Regions from separate parts of the Sus scrofa genome. Here region 1 is linked to region 2. A link is a contact called in public Hi-C data. All regions are on one chromosome and are shown on one strand. The core of a region is the stretch at or near the end of the contact, and the rest is flanking DNA. Distances in the headings are between cores, read along the strand shown.

What was found. A called contact is a pair of places that touch in the nucleus more often than the background predicts.
Region 1: a contact with region 2 is called in a Hi-C map of liver, with 5 times the contacts expected there. The contact joins two enhancer-like sites. A contact is called at or near these places in 1 of 47 Hi-C or Micro-C datasets (liver) and 2 of 2 datasets of contacts at active chromatin or transcription factors (alveolar macrophages and skeletal muscle).

The regions. Positions count from the first base shown.
Region 1 is chr6:159,335,152-159,339,238 of Sscrofa11.1, reverse strand. ECHDC2 (enoyl-CoA hydratase domain-containing protein 2, mitochondrial) reads right to left here. Exons shown (of 10, transcript XM_021096622.1): 4 at 3,619-3,705; 5 at 2,555-2,647; 6 at 443-499; 7 at 52-239. Among named protein-coding and RNA genes, the nearest start is that of ECHDC2, 11 kb to the right of the region's middle. Within about 2 kb of position 1,963, at least 7 of the 83 cell types and tissues checked have an H3K27ac peak or open chromatin away from gene starts, as enhancers often do. A contact at or near this core is called in liver, where this site is marked.
Region 2 is chr6:159,190,955-159,195,378 of Sscrofa11.1, reverse strand. SCP2 (sterol carrier protein 2) reads left to right here. Exons shown (of 22, transcript NM_001168415.1): 20 at 1,115-1,172; 21 at 1,175-1,193; 22 at 4,239-4,334. The coding sequence ends at 4,334. Among named protein-coding and RNA genes, the nearest start is that of PODN, 14 kb to the right of the region's middle. Within about 2 kb of position 2,753, at least 16 of the 83 cell types and tissues checked have an H3K27ac peak or open chromatin away from gene starts, as enhancers often do. A contact at or near this core is called in liver, where this site is marked.

The sequences.
Region 1 (4,087 bases), core at 714-3,213, 140 kb before region 2:
TCCACGTGCACCCCTATGGCACGGGCATCCTGTGCCCGGCTGCCACCACACCTGGGGCAGGATCTCCTGGGCCAGTGCTAGAGCCCGGTGGTAGGCGGCGTTGCCCTCCTCGTTCTGGGCCACAGCATGGTTCACCAGCCCCAGAGCCTGGGCCTGCATCCCACTCAGTCGTCGGCCTGTGAAGATGAGCTCCTTCGCCAGGGCCACGCCCAGGCATCGAGGCAGCCTCTGAGTGCCCCCTGTCAGGGTGGAGCAGGGGTGGTGAATCTGCATGGGAAGTGGAAGCCCCGAGGAAGCCCAGCCTGCAAGTCAGCCAAGACCTCTTGGGGGAGTGAGTTAGGGTGGCAGGGCAGAGCCCAGGACACAGGGCAAAAGAAGAGAGCCAGGGATTATGCTGGACAGAGTAGAGTTGAACAGGTTGAGGGGAAGGATGGATGGTTACCTGCTCCCGGGAGGAGCCCTCGGGTGGTCTCGATCAGCCCCATGACAGCCGAGGAAGCTGCTTAAACAGAACAGAGTGAAACTCTACCCTACCTTCCAGCGCCAGTCCCCAAGGAGAGGAGACAGCACCTGCAGGCTCTGCTTACCCCTCTGATAAGCCAGTTCCCTGATGGTGTGGCCACAGCCGAACTCTTCCAGACACTGCCTTTGGAAGAGCCCTCGCTTGGAAGACAGGAGGCCAGGCCCTCATCCGGCCTCCCTGACTCACCAGGCAAGTCTCTTATGCTTTCCGAGCCTCAGCAGTGGGAAAAAGACAATTACCCCTCTCTTCCTGCTTCAGATGGCTGCTAAGGCTCAGATGAGGTAATGGTGCTTGGAATTAGGAGAGGGTTCCTAGAAGGTGCCCAACACCTATTTGTAAGTTAATGAATTCTCTGTCTCCTGCATCCTTAGCTCAGGTCTGTTCCCAAATGTCTGCGACTCCTGCTCTCAACAGTTACTCTTCTCAGCTTTCATCAGCCTGAAATTTCTGTTCCACATCCTCCTTCCAAGTTCTGCTTCCTCTGAGAAGCCCTCCCTGAGCGCCCCACCCCAAGCCTTCTCCTGAATTCCCTCAGTACAGGCCATCTGAACCATGCATGCAGGTAGGGTGGGGGGGTACAGTTATGGCCTTGCTCCTAGCTCCCAACCCCGCCAGTTAGTTGACCTAATAAACATGGGCACGCCAGAAGCAGAGTTGGGGCTATGACCTGGCCTGGTAGTTTGATGCCTTCTCTTTGCTATGCATCATGTAGATAAACACTCCCTTTACACTTAAAAAAATTTTTTTTTTTGGCTGCACCTGCAGCATTCAGGAGTTCCCGGGTCAGGGATCAAAGCCATACCACAGCACCAACCCTAGCTGCAGGCAGTGACAGTGCCAGATTCTTAACCCACTAAGCTTCAGGGGAACTCTTGGAGTTACATAATTATAAAAAAAAATGTTCTTGGAGTTCCCTTCACGGCTCAGTTAATGAACCCAACTAGGATCCATGAGGATGTGGGTTCAATCCCTGACCTTGCTCAGTGGGTTAAGGATCTGGTGTTGCCAAGAGCTGTGGTGTAGGTTACAGACACAGCTCAGATCCTGTGTTGCTGTGGCTGTGTCGTAGGCTAGCAGCTGTGGTTTTGATTTGAATGCTAGCCCGGGAACTTACATATGCCATGGGTGCAGCCCTAAAAAGCAAAAAAGAAAAAAAAAATTATTCCATGGGTGCTAAGAGAAAGGAGTAAGGGTAAGAATAGCACCATGAAGGCACTCAGACTTGTTCCGATTGCTTCGAAGAAGGACAGGCCCAGCCACCAAGTTGGTAAGGTTAAAAAGTGATCATTTACCCTTTCCTCCACTCCAAAGCTTAGTTTCTCTGAACAAGTAACACAAACCTTTGCCACTGATAAACCCAAGGGCAGTGCTGCTGCCCAGGAAGGTTTGCGCTTGGCTGGGCAGATGAAAGACTGTGCCCTCGGTTTATATAACATGTTAGATAGAGCTGGCACGGACAGGACTGCAAGGTTGAACACCGAGTTCCCTTTTGACTCAGCGGGAACAAGCCTGACCAGTATCCATGAGGCTGCGGGTTCATTCCTGGCCTCGCTCAGTGGGCTAAGGATCTGCCCCTGCTGTGAGCTGTGGTGTAGGTCACAGACTGGCTCAGATCCCATGTGGCTGTGGTTGTCGCCGTGGCCAGCAGCTGCAGCTCCAGTTTGATCCCTACCCTGGAAACTTCCACATGCTGCATGTGCAGCCCTAAAAGGCAAAAAAAAAAAAAAAAAAAAAAAAAAAGCATTGAACAGGTAATCTTTGTCCTCAGCCCCGCCCTCTCTGCTCTTTTTGCAGAGGTTGGTGGGAACATTCCTGAGATGAGAGCAGCTGCCTCCAAGAAGGGGCGGCTACTACAGCAGTCTGTGGCTGAGCTGGGAGGGGAACCATCTGCCTGAACTCCCTACCCCCACGTTGCCTTTAGTTCTGGGTTGGTTGGAAAGCCAAGAGCAGTGGCTGATGGCAGAATCCCCAGAATGAGCCTGTTCTACTCTTCCCTCCCCACCCCACCGCACCTCTCCCCCTGTCCGGTACCTGCCACTCGGAGGTCACAGGCCAGGGCAAGTTCCAGGCCTCCGCCCAAGGCAAACCCATCCATAGCTGCGATGGTGGGCGCAGGGAAGGCTGCTGTGGAGATGAAGAAGGGCTTAGCCTGCAAGGCCCTGGCGGGACCAGGACAGGACCTAAGGGGACAGAGGGTTTCACTGGTCCTAGATTTGGGGACCTTACATGGTACCTCAGACAGGTCATCTATTTTTTTTTTTTTTTTGGCAGTGCCCCCAGCATATGGAAGTTCCAGGGCCAAGGACTGAATCCATGCTACAGCAGTGACCCTAGTCACTGCAGTGATAATGTTGGACCCTTAACCCCCTGTACCACAAGAGAACTCCATCAGCCAAGTTATCTTAGAAGTCAGTTTCGCCCCTAGGGAAAGCTATGGGGTCAGCTGGGGAACGGGAGTGGGGAGGTGGGCAGGATGAGCCCTGCTCAGGCCCACTCTCCTGCTGGCCTCCCTGGAACTAGCCTTTTTGCTCTCCCTTTTCATCTCTGTGTGCCAGGCACCATGCAGGGTGCTGGGAACACAAAATTGATTCAGGCATGAGGAAGGCAGACCTGTAAATAGCCAGTGATGATCAGTGCTCTGAAAAAGGAAACTTGGAGGATGGGTCAGGGGTGGCTTCCTGGAGGAGGAGGCACTGGTGGTCTTAAAGATCGAATAAAAAGATCAGATGGCCAAGGAGGGATATACCAGGCAAAAAGAACAGTAATCGTCAAAGCCTGAAAGCATGCTTGGTAAAAGTTGATTCCTCTGGCATAGCCAGGCTTGACCCTGAGAGCACAGGGGTCGGGGGTCAGGACTAGCAGGGCACAAGGGCTGAGAAGCCAGGGCTCCCTCTGGGAGAAAGGCCTTCTGAGCCTCTTGCCACCCTCCCCCTCATGGAATTCCTTGTGCTCCCCCTCCTCACAGAGTCATCTATCTCTCCTCAGAGATCCCCACAAAAACTGCCCTCTCTTTGGAGTAGAGGCTGGCAGGTGGGGTGGGTCGGGGATCAGAGAGAACCTGAACGCCCTCCTCCTCCCCATTCCAGGACCCTCACCAATCTCATTCATCAGGCCTCGGAGCCGCTGGACAAAGACCCCCACCTCCGCCTCACTCATCTGCTCCCGCTCCTTCAGGTCTGCACCTGCAGATGGTGATAGGTTGATGGCAAAGACTCAGTACTGAATCCCAGGCTGTCAAAGGATCCAGCAAAAGGAAACCTGAAGGGAAGCAGCCAGAGAGGAAGGAGAAACACCAGAAAAACATGGTCAAGGAAGCCAGGGAGGGAAAGGGGAGGGGAGGTCAAAAGAGGAGAGGGGCAACAACGAGAAGATCAACTAGGTTTCATCAAAATTAAAAACTTTTATGCATCAAAGGACACTATCAAGAGGGTGAAAAGACAACCCGTGGAAAAGACCCCTGACAACTAAAAACAAACCCCACGAAGGACAAAGGACTCAGAACAGTCATTTCTCCAAAGATAAGCCAGTCAGCACATGCAAAGAGCTCAACATTAGTCCTTAGGG
Region 2 (4,424 bases), core at 1,504-4,003:
TGTCTGATCCTTTTACAGAAAAATCCATTAACCCTGATCTATATAGCTATTTATTTTCTCTTACCACATAGCAAATTACCACAGATTTAGTGGTTTAAAACAATATATACATTAGTACCTTTCCGTTTCCATGGGTAAGTTGGCGGAAGGCAGCTTTAGCCGCATCCTCTGCAGAGGGTCTCATAGGCGGCAGGCAGGGTTTTGGCCAAGGCTGGGTTCTCATCTGGAGACTTGACTGGGGAAGGCTTCCTGTGCAAACCCATGCATGTTGCTGACACTTTCCTTGCAGCTGTGACCGTGATCGATTTCGTTCCTATGGGTCGTAGGTCAGAGTCTGCCCTCCGCTCCTACAGGCCAGCATCCTGCCCTGGAGCCCTCTCTATATGTGGTATGCAGTGCACAGAATAGCAGCTAGTCTATTCAAGGCCAGCAGGAGAGTGACAGTGAGTTAACCAGCAAGACAAGTCTTGCAGAATGTCACAGGACTCAGGAAGTGCATCCCATCACCGTTGCCACATTCTGGAGGCCAGACGCAAGTCCCAGGTCCTGCCCACACGCGAGGGTGTGTTCTAGGAAGGCACGAACCCCCGAAGGCAGACCTTAGAGTCTGGGCGCCACAGTGACTGTTATTACTGTATCGATGTCGAAGTTTCCGGATGTTTTTCCTATATATGTAGACTTGAATATCTGTTTCGAAGGAAGAAATGGGCTCACGCGTACAGTTTGTTTTGTAACTGGCTTATATGACGGTATCATGAACAATATCCCATGAATATCTTTTCAAGTCGGTAGAGTGCAGTTCCGCCTCATCTGATGGCCGCCTTGTAGTGATGTGAACGTACCATGATTGATTTAATAAGGTGCCCTCTTGTTAAATATTGAGGTTGCTTGGGATTTATGCCACATTTTACCAGGTGGCCAGAGAAATGCATGTCAGTGCCCTTTTTGCCACACTCCTGCCGGATGTGATTCCGATGCACTCGTGGCTTTTGACTAACATGTGTTCGTGCGTTGTCTCCTTAGCGCAGGAGGCAGCGTGTCGGTCTCATAAAATGTATGCATGACCCTGAACCCTTCTTGCTTTTCTCCTGCCTTCTGCCCGTCCCTGTTTCAGATAAGAAAGCCGACTGCACAATAACGATGTCCGACTCAGACTTAGTGGCTTTGATGATGGTAAAATGAATCCTCAGTTGGTGAGTATGATGGTGCTTATATGCCTCTATTCGGGGCTTGGGGGGGTGGCCTCTTCTTCATCACTCGCCTCAGCAAGTGGTCAGTGCAGAGCGGGCAGACCCGCCAAACTCCGTGTTTCCCGAAAGGTTCACTTAACAAATGACAGACCATTGTGGAGCTTGACCATGTGCCAGACCCTGTCCTGTGTACTTTCTTTTTTTTTTTTTTTTTTTCTTTTTTCTTAGGTTTTTGTCCTGTGTACTTCACATACCCAGGTGACTAAGAAATAGTTCCATGCTCAGGGCATCCCCCGTTCGGTATAAGTCAGGTTTGCAACAGACTTAAGCGCAGCCAAATATTCGAGGTGCCCCCCTCCCCAGCTTGTGGTTGGGGTGGGAGAGTGGGGGAAGGAGAAGCCGGGTCTTCCTGGGCCATCAGAGAAGGCTTCCCCTGTGACGTGATACCTGGCTGCGTCCGGGGGACGGGCGGGGGGCGGATTAGGAACTGGCATTGCCCACATGCAGAGTAGGAGCCATCGAGGCAGAAAGAGGGACGGGTGTGAACAAAGGCAGGATCCCTTCCATTTTGTACCTTTGCCTCTTCTCATTTCACTTGAACTGTCCTTCCTCGACAAGCTCCTTGGCTTTCAAAATGTCCTTTCCAAAGACCTCCTGCCGCATTGCGAGGGGGCTGTGGACAGTCCCTCTTCTGGGCCACTTCCTGGACTGCAAGCTTGGCAGGTCTCTGATTTTATTGGTCATAATGTGCCCCTGCTAGACTGTGTCTGCCTCAAGGGAATGAACCATATCTTGTTCATCATCTTTTTTTTTGTCTTAAGGGCCGCACCTATGGCACATGGAGGTTCCCAGGCTAGGGATCAAATCAGAGCTGTAGTCATTGGCCCAGCCAGCCACAGCCACAGCCACACTAGATCCAAGCCACGTCTGCGACCTACACCACAGTCACGGCAATGCCAGATCCTTAACCCACTGAGCAAGGCCAGGGATCGAACCTGCATCCTCATGGATACGAGTCAGATTCGTTTCCACTGAGCCACAACGGGAACTCCGTTGTTCATCTTCTTGTCTCCAGAACTTAGCATGATGCCTGGATTAGTTTGTATCTGTCTAAAATGGGTTTATGTCTCGTCTAGATGGTCTGGGCCCCCAGATCGTCAAAGGTCTTCTTCCCCTGTTGAGAGGCACAGGATTGAACAGATGTGGTGTCCTGAGCCGTCCGTTAGTCATAGATAACACGAAGTTAAGCTGCTGCTTTCCATTGTAACCTTATTTTTTGTTGCCTTGGCCTGGTTTGTTTTAGATCTTGTTCCTGCCATACCCTCATAATTTGAAAGATTGGATAAAACAGCTAAATCTGACTCCTACTCCTGTGCCTTTTTAAAATGCTTTTTCAAGGCAGCTAAGCATCTTTCAGACATGCATTGACACGTGAGAGACGGGTCTGTGACGTTTCGGCTGAATACGCACCATTGACAGCTGGCATTTCCACCCACTGCACCCTCTCCAAAAATCTGGACAGAACACAGGCCACCAGTCTCGGAGCTGGCGGACATCCACCTTCCCACCCACTGCTGCTTGTTCCTCGGTCCACTCCGCACGCTTCCTTGGCAGGGCAAGCAGACTTCACACGCAGCTGCCCTCGTCCTCTCAGTTTATCTGTTTGCCCCCCACTTGGGGGAGTGAAGTGTCAGTTTGCTTTTCCTGAACACCTGTTAGCACCCTAAGGCATTACAGATAAAACCTGGAGACCTTTCTGTGGTTGTGCTAATGGCCTTTCCTTATGCTCCGTAGAGGATTTGACTGGAAACCATCAAATGCAGTGGAAATTATAATTTCAGTGTTTGGCTGCAGTTGAAACAAAGCATTGTGCTCTCTAACAGGAAGCCCACGGGAGGAACACGCTAGGGGCCAGATTTAAGTGATTCTTAAGTTTGGGTTCTCTAAAAGGTGAAGGTGTGTCTTTTCTATAATAACGATTAACTAAAAAGCCATTTCCTCTTTTAATTAATAAAAGGGGAAGATGCCGAATTTCTCCCGGTCCATATTTTTAAGGCATATGTGCAGTGTATCGTGTTCTGAGACACCTGACCTTTAAGCCATCAGACAGAAGGCTGTGTGCCATATAGAAAGGAAATATTTAGTTTGTCCAGACAGAGGAAGGGGGAAAAGAAAGGAATTAGTCACCCTTACCAGAAGGTGCAGAGAAAGCAGAGCTCTGTGCCTTCCTACGGTTGAGGCAGAAGAGCCCGTGACATCTTAGTGAACTTGTTAGGAGGCGAAGGCTACCAGAAACTTCTCCTCTCACTTTCCCTTATTTTAAGAATTAAGTTAAAAGGCTGAGATCATAGCAGGGAAATCATGCTGTGTTCTCAGTTTTGGTATTTCTTTAAAGTCTTCCTGGGGTTTTGTTACATGATAAATTTAGCAAACATCATGTGATCTAATCCCAGGCAGTTGTGAAATGGAACAAATTGTGGCTCTGCCCTTGGGATCGGTTTGATGCTCTTTATTGAGCCAAAGATTAGCACAGGCACCTCGGTCCCAGCAGGCTGCCTGGCCTCCCTCTGTAGGGAATCAGTCCTGATCGTGGAGACCGAAAAAGGAAGAGACTTGGTGGCATTTCACCCACGTTGTATTGACTCCCAAGAGTTTCTTGGTGAGTTACGCATGTGCTTTTTCTCCCTGCTAGCTGAGCCCTGGAAATTTCAGCTCATATTTCTGCTCCACGTGTAACGGGATTTAAACAAAATCAGTCTAGTCTGGACCCACTTTGCCTAATATTTGGAAAATGTACTCCCTTTGAGGAAGGCAGGTAAAAGCAGGCTCACTTTCTCAGAGAACACATTTGGGGAGGATGCACCTTTGACTGCTCTGCGTAAAGCATGGCTTTTGCACATTGGTCCTTTTGAAGAATCTGGTTCCAAATCTATTCCGGAAAGTTTAAGAGATCTGGATAAATAAATCATCTCGGGACTGGGTAGTCTAGAAATATCAGCAATCTCAAAACCCAAAACACCGAATAATAAATTTTCTCTCTTCTTACAGGCCTTCTTTCAAGGCAAATTGAAAGTCCTTGGCAACATGGGTCTGGCTATGAAGTTACAGAATCTTCAGCTTCAGCCCAGCAAAGCTAAGCTGTGAAGAACTCCCTTTGCCTACCTTTGAAAATCAAGATGAGATATACAAATATATAGATGCGTATATTTCACTGTCAGAACCTAGACTGAAAAT